2 separate regions of the Mus musculus genome follow, and region 2 is linked to region 1. A link is a contact called in public promoter capture Hi-C data. All regions are on one chromosome and are shown on one strand. Each heading gives the region's core, a stretch centred on a gene start, on an enhancer-like site or on the middle of the called end of the contact. The rest is flanking DNA. Distances are from core to core; before and after follow the strand shown. Region 1 holds the start of Shprh (SNF2 histone linker PHD RING helicase). Region 2 holds the start of Hint3 (histidine triad nucleotide binding protein 3).

What was found. Promoter capture Hi-C pulls out the DNA fragments that hold promoters and counts their contacts.
Region 2: a contact with region 1 is called in a promoter capture Hi-C map of pre-B cells, with 4 times the contacts expected there. The contact joins the promoter of Hint3 here to the promoter of Shprh in region 1. A contact is called at or near these places in 3 of 39 promoter capture datasets (cranial neural crest, liver and pre-B cells).

Annotation. Positions count from the first base shown.
Region 1 is chr10:11,147,862-11,151,094 of GRCm38.p6, forward strand. Shprh (SNF2 histone linker PHD RING helicase) reads left to right here and starts at 1,569. Exons shown (of 30, transcript NM_001077707.1): 1 at 1,569-1,725.
Region 2 is chr10:30,616,922-30,619,750 of GRCm38.p6, forward strand. It overlaps Hint3 (histidine triad nucleotide binding protein 3), which reads right to left and starts at 1,445. Exons shown (of 5, transcript NM_025798.3): 1 at 1,282-1,445. The coding sequence starts at 1,431.

The sequences.
Region 1 (3,233 bases), core at 319-2,818:
TGAGATACACTGCTCAGAAAATTAAAAATATATACATTATTTTCAAATTATTGCTTCTAGGTTAATGTACCTAGTTACCCCAAAGCTTCAGTGCAGGTGTCTAGTGAGATTGATATTCTTTTCATGGCCATGGAGCAAGGAGTCACTTTGGTTGTTACATCTTTTTGTTTAAGAAATACATTCTAGGGAGATAGCGGAGAGTGAGCTCAGAGGTTATGAGATCACTCTTCTCTTGCACAAGATCTGAGTTCAGCTCTGAGCACCCATATTGTGTGGCTCAGCCTTGTCGGATAGAGTAGTGATCTCTTTCTTTGCAAACCAGAACTTGTGTTTATTTTTAACACGTTTCTATAGGTGCCTCCTCTTCTGCCAGCCAGGAGCTTGACTGAGCAGCCATCAGCTTCAAAGCAAATCCTCTATCAAGAGAAAGGTACTGTGCTGAGAATTCAGTCAAAATATTTAAACATTTTGATATTTATACTCTGTTTAGACATGATGTATACTTACTGGACCACAACACAGAAACCAGAAAAAAAAATTAAAATTTTCTTAATTGCAATATTTATCACTATGGACTGGATCCAAGCCTAGCTTAGACATGATACAACACACCTGTATTGTTTCCAAACAAGGCAGCTGAGTTATATGAAAAGTGGGGATTCACGTGTAAGATCTGAGTGTGTCCAATAAGTCGGTTCTCCTGTCTGTACTATCATTAGATTATTTACCATCTACTAGGTGGTAAGACACAGTATTTTCATGAACAGATGTCTCACAACAGGGAATTTCCAGAAAGCCAAATAACAAGCGAACCTTTTCCTCCCCTGGAATTAGCTCTGGTGATTACAAAACAACCAAACAAACAAACAAAAAAAAAAATTACTCCACAGAAAAAAATTCGAAGGACATACAAAGCACTTGGTAAACACACTATTGAAATCCTCAGAGGAGAGACTTTTATGTCTACTGAAGATAGAATTCTCCCTTTGGAAAAGATACTGGGAGGCCTGCTTCAGCATAGCTGTATAATTTTTTTTCTCTTAAAACGTTTAAACATTTAAAGCCTTAGTAATTTTCTTGGCAAGAATAAATTTCTCTCTGGCTTCATTTTTCTCAGTTCCTTTTGAAGACATCGTCTCTGCCTTTTTTTTTTTTTTTTTTTTTTTTCCTTAGCAGATCGAATTCTTTTGGTTTAGTGGATTAATTGTATATTTGTTTGGGTATTATAATTGCTCAGCATCGTGAATTCCGTTTTATGTAACTTTCTGCCTTTTTATGAAAACCACAACTCACATCAAGCCTACCGCTCTGGCAAAGAGCCCCGCCCTCTCTGGCAAGAGGTCCCGCCCCTTCTTTCGGGCCCCGCCCATCCTGCATTTGCTAAAGCCACGGGAGGCGGGGAAAAGAGAGAGGCACAACCACCGCGAGACTTAAACCGTCTTCTACCGGGACCTCAGGGACGGGACATGCGCAGAGGTGCTTTTTGAAGCCAACACCGGAAAGAGGGGCGGAGCGTCCCGACTGGTCCTGCGCGTTCGCCTGGAGCGAGCGCTCCTGCTGGCCTCCTCAGCTGGCGCTGGCGGCTTCCGGCCTGGGTGCCAGGCTTCACCCAGCGTGCAGCGCGCATGCGCAACTCCCGCAGGTGAGTGTGGCGACTGTGGGCCCGGGATCTGCAGCCTGCGAGGAGGGCCGGGCCCGGCGACAGGTGCCTGCAGAGCGGCTGAGGTAGGTGAGGGTGCGTGCGGGCTCTGGGGTTAGAGTCGCGGCGGAGGGAGGCTGGCTCTGCGCGTCAGGGAAACTCCGAGGGCTCCTGCGCAGCTCCGGGATCCGGAGTGATCGGCCCTGCGAGGCCCCGCGGCTCGGCCCCAGCCCGGACGTGGGCCGAGCCCTTCTCGCGTGGGACGGGTGCTTGCTGCCCACGCTTGCGTGCTGAGGCCCTGTCACGAGCTGTCCCTCCGGCTCCTTCTTCGAGGATAACTTGCCTTGCAGGCTGGCGGTGCGTGGGACGACAGGTAGCTGGGAGGGATGCAGAGGCCGCCAAGTTAGGCTGGCAAACTCTCAAGCATTACAGTCGCCTGCAGAAGCGCCCTGGCTCCTGTGCATTGTGTGCACTTTGACGCTGCAGGTAGCGCTAGGTTGGTGAACGAAGATGTTGGTTTCTGGTTAAGGTACCCTGTGGGAGGAACGGTATTGTTTACAGTCTTGCCTTTTCACCGTGGTGCCTTTTAATCCACTTGGCTTGAATTTATCATGGCAAGTCTATGTTTTTCTCCTACGTGTTTGCCTTTGCTCCTGTATTTGCCTAGGTCCCATGATCGCTAACACCACTTTATTCTTTGTCTAAGCTTTTACTCTTTGTCTCAGTTAGGGTTTTACTCCCGTGAATAGACACCATGACCAAGGCAAGTCTTATAAAGGATGACATTTAATTGGCACTGGCTTACAGGTTCTGAGGTTCAGTCCATTGTCATCAAGGTGGGAGCATGGCAGCATCCAGGCAGGCATGGTGCAGAAGATGCTTAGAACTCCACATCTTCATCTGAAGCCTGCTAGCAGAATACTGGCTTCCAGGCAGCTCTTGCAGTCACACACTTACTGCAACAAGGCCACACCTATTCCAATTGGTCCAAACCTTTGAATAGTGATACTCCCTGCCAATCACACTGTTAATCCATAAAACTAGTGTGTGTGTGTGTGTGTGTGTGTGTGTGTGTGTGTTCTTCCCTCCTCTGTATAAGGATCGATCGAAGTTTTGTTAACGCTTTGGGATTGTCAAGCTCATTGGAATTAAAAGAGCAGTGGTGTGGGGTTAAATACAACTAACATGTGAGACAGGCATTTATTTCTGATGTAGTGAGAGGTTTGTCTTCCTAGTTGTTGGCCATCAAGTATAGTATTATAATTTGTCTTCTTTAATGGGATTGTTTCTTAACTGAAAATTTCTACCAAACATGAGTGAAACTGTCACAGCATTTGATACATGAGATCATGGTTAAAGTGTTTCTTACCTGTTAGTTTTGTCCTTGAGGTGACCAATTACCAATCCCTTCTGATGGGAAGACACAGTGGGGTGTTCTTGTTGCAGCAGCTTGGTCACACCTTGTTGCTCACACCTGGGTAGATAAGAAAACAGACAGGATAGGAAACAAGACTGGTCCCCCAGGCTCAGCAACCAGCATCGGACTCCCTACTCCTAGGCCCCATCTCAGTTCTGACATGTAATCTGTGAGGAG
Region 2 (2,829 bases), core at 195-2,694, about 19 Mb after region 1:
ACTTCTGTGGGTTCTCAAACATTGTTTCATTTTTCGATTCTAAGAGCTAGCTAGCTTTCTTTCTTTCTTTCTTTCTGTTTTTGTTTGGTTTGTTTGTTTGTTTGTTTTTGTTTTGTTTTTCAAGGGATTTCTCTGCATAGCCTTAGCTGTCCTTGAATTCACTGCATTGACCAGGTTGGCCTCCAACAGAGAGATCTTTCTGCCTCTGCCTTTCTGAGTGCTGGAATTAAAGGCATGTACCACTACCACTCAGCTATTTCTAAGAGCCCCTTAAAAATAATTCGTATCAATGCCATGAGACTCATACACAAAGAGTAAGACACTGCCCTTGGTACTGGTAAGCCCCCTGCTAAGAATATGTGATATGCCCTTTGCTTAAATGAATTCTAAAAATACAGTAAGAAAACCATACAGAGATCTGTGAGGCAAAGAATCATCTCTGACTTTTGTTGGAAAGATTCCTCAAACAAATTCTTCATGATGCTGGCAACCCTGATTATACCAAAACAAATAATTTCCTCTGCTCTTATTTGTATAATTATATATCAACAACTTATATAAGTGCAATCATTTCCTGTGTTTACAATGAATATATGTGTAATAAGAATTTTAAATGCAAGATGATAAATCTCTCTCAAAAGATTAACTCTTTATGAAGGATGATGAGATGTAAAAATGTTAGACCCAGGGGAAAGGGAGAGTTTTCTGGAATTTCCAGGCATGACATGACTGTTGCTCTCCCGATCTCGCAGCAAGTATGATTAACTACACTTGATCTGCACAGGTTTGAACCCTGTCGAGATCTTGTAACGAAAAGGGGAGTAGTTCATGAGGCTCTCACGGTAGATAAGGAAGATTCTTACAAGCTATTAACTGTAAGTATCAGTTCGACTTCAGACCCAGTCCTGAAACCCCATTCCAGCCCATTTCAGTCAAATTCACACTTCTTCACCACGTCCAAGACCTGTTTTCAGCAAGTTGTACGCTCTCTAACGATACTGGAAGAATACATAATTTTAAAATTACTATCTAGAGAAGAGGAAGACTCCCTAAAATAAAAGTAAAGACACAGGATGCTGCTGTGTTGCAAATGCATGCGAGGGAGGCGAGAATGCTGGGCTCTATCACTGCTATCTCTCCCTACTGAACAGCAAAGGCAACACTGGAGACCTCTGGGTCCCTGACAGAAGTCAGTCACTGTTTAGTTCGTCTGCAGAGACAGAAGCCTGCGAGCAGGGATTGGATGCCTGGTCCCCACCCACCCGGCCTGTCGCCGCCCACCTCACAGTGAAAGAGTTCAGTTTTGGGTTCCTGACCCGCCGCCACGCGGCAGAACACGCAGTTGCTGTCATAGTTCCAGGACTCCGAGGTCCCAGGCGAGGACCCCTCGGGATCCGGCTCTCCGACCAAGCCCGCTTGCTTCTCAGCCATGGCGGCCGAAAGGCGACGTCAGGATCAGCTGAGGTGCGCAAGGCCCGCCTCGGGCGGATGCACCTGGAATCGCCGCCCTAGGGTGGCCCGCCTAGTGACACGGAGTCTGCGCACGCGCAGGGCCAGACTCTGGGTATGGGACACACCAGATAGCTCGGCCTCTAAAAGGGCGACGATCAGAGGGCAAGCCCGGCGCTCCGTGATGACGAAAGCAGCGCAGCCGCAGGAGCCCACTGCTCAAAGGCGTTTTCTGACGGGAAGACCTATCCAGGGGTTGGTAACATTCATCTAAAGTGTAAAGGATATTGCTTTCACGTCCCTATAGTGTATTACACTCCCGTTACAAAAGAAAAAGAGTATAGAAATTCGATTCTTTTAAGGGTATGAGAGGATGAGTCAAACGTATAGAGAGCCTTGTTTGGCAAAGTGAAATTTCCGAGTTTCCTGTGTACTTACTTGTTCAGCCACAGTAATTTTAGGATCTGAAACCAAACCAAACAAACAAACCCGGCCAAATTGGTCTCTACATGTTTGCTTTTGTTTATAGTACAATGTAAATCGAAAGGGTCTCCTATCACACATATGTCATATGGAGAGAAAAGGTAGTAATTGAGAAATTCCCTGCCAGGTCACCTGATTCATTGTAACAATTTTCTCTTGTATTCCCGGCTATTTAGGAAAGAGAGGGAGAGAAACCCTTTGGGAACAATCATGCGCGGAAAAGTATCAGTTCTTAAGTATGATGTGATCTCACCTTTTTACAATACATGGCATTTGCTGAGCACCAAATACTCTGTTTCTCTAATTGTGAAAACTCCCAAGGTTGATTATTTTATTACAGGTCTACAGAAAGAGACAGATTCAGACTTATTTTCTTACCACTTACCCAAATGATAAAATTCAAATAAATGTCTAGTTCTAGAACCCATAATAACACTTAGTGTGACTTTAAACTCAGTAGTGATTTTAAGTGAATTATCTTGTAATCTGAAACAGTAACGTAAGTTAAGTAAGAGTACATGCACATTCACGTTGCATTTAATTCCCTTTGTAGTTAACCATATGGTGTGCAATCATGACAATAGCTTCTCAGATCATCACAAGTTTGAGGCAGGACTCAGAAGCAGAAAATTTGACTTTGACACATTTAAATATTATCATGTTCCATGTCTGTTCTTACACTTTCATATCACGCTGCTTTTTTATGGTGTGTGTATGCATGCACACACACAGTAGCTGTATGTCTTTATCCATGTAGGTACTTGAGTACTTGGGCTGCCTCTTGGGCCATGGTGGGGGGGGGGGTGATCTGTAGATGCCTTTCATAACTGCTTGTTTGATATTGAAAGCTTTTGAGTTGACTTTGGCTTTGGTAAGGACAGGAGTTTCATCCTTTAT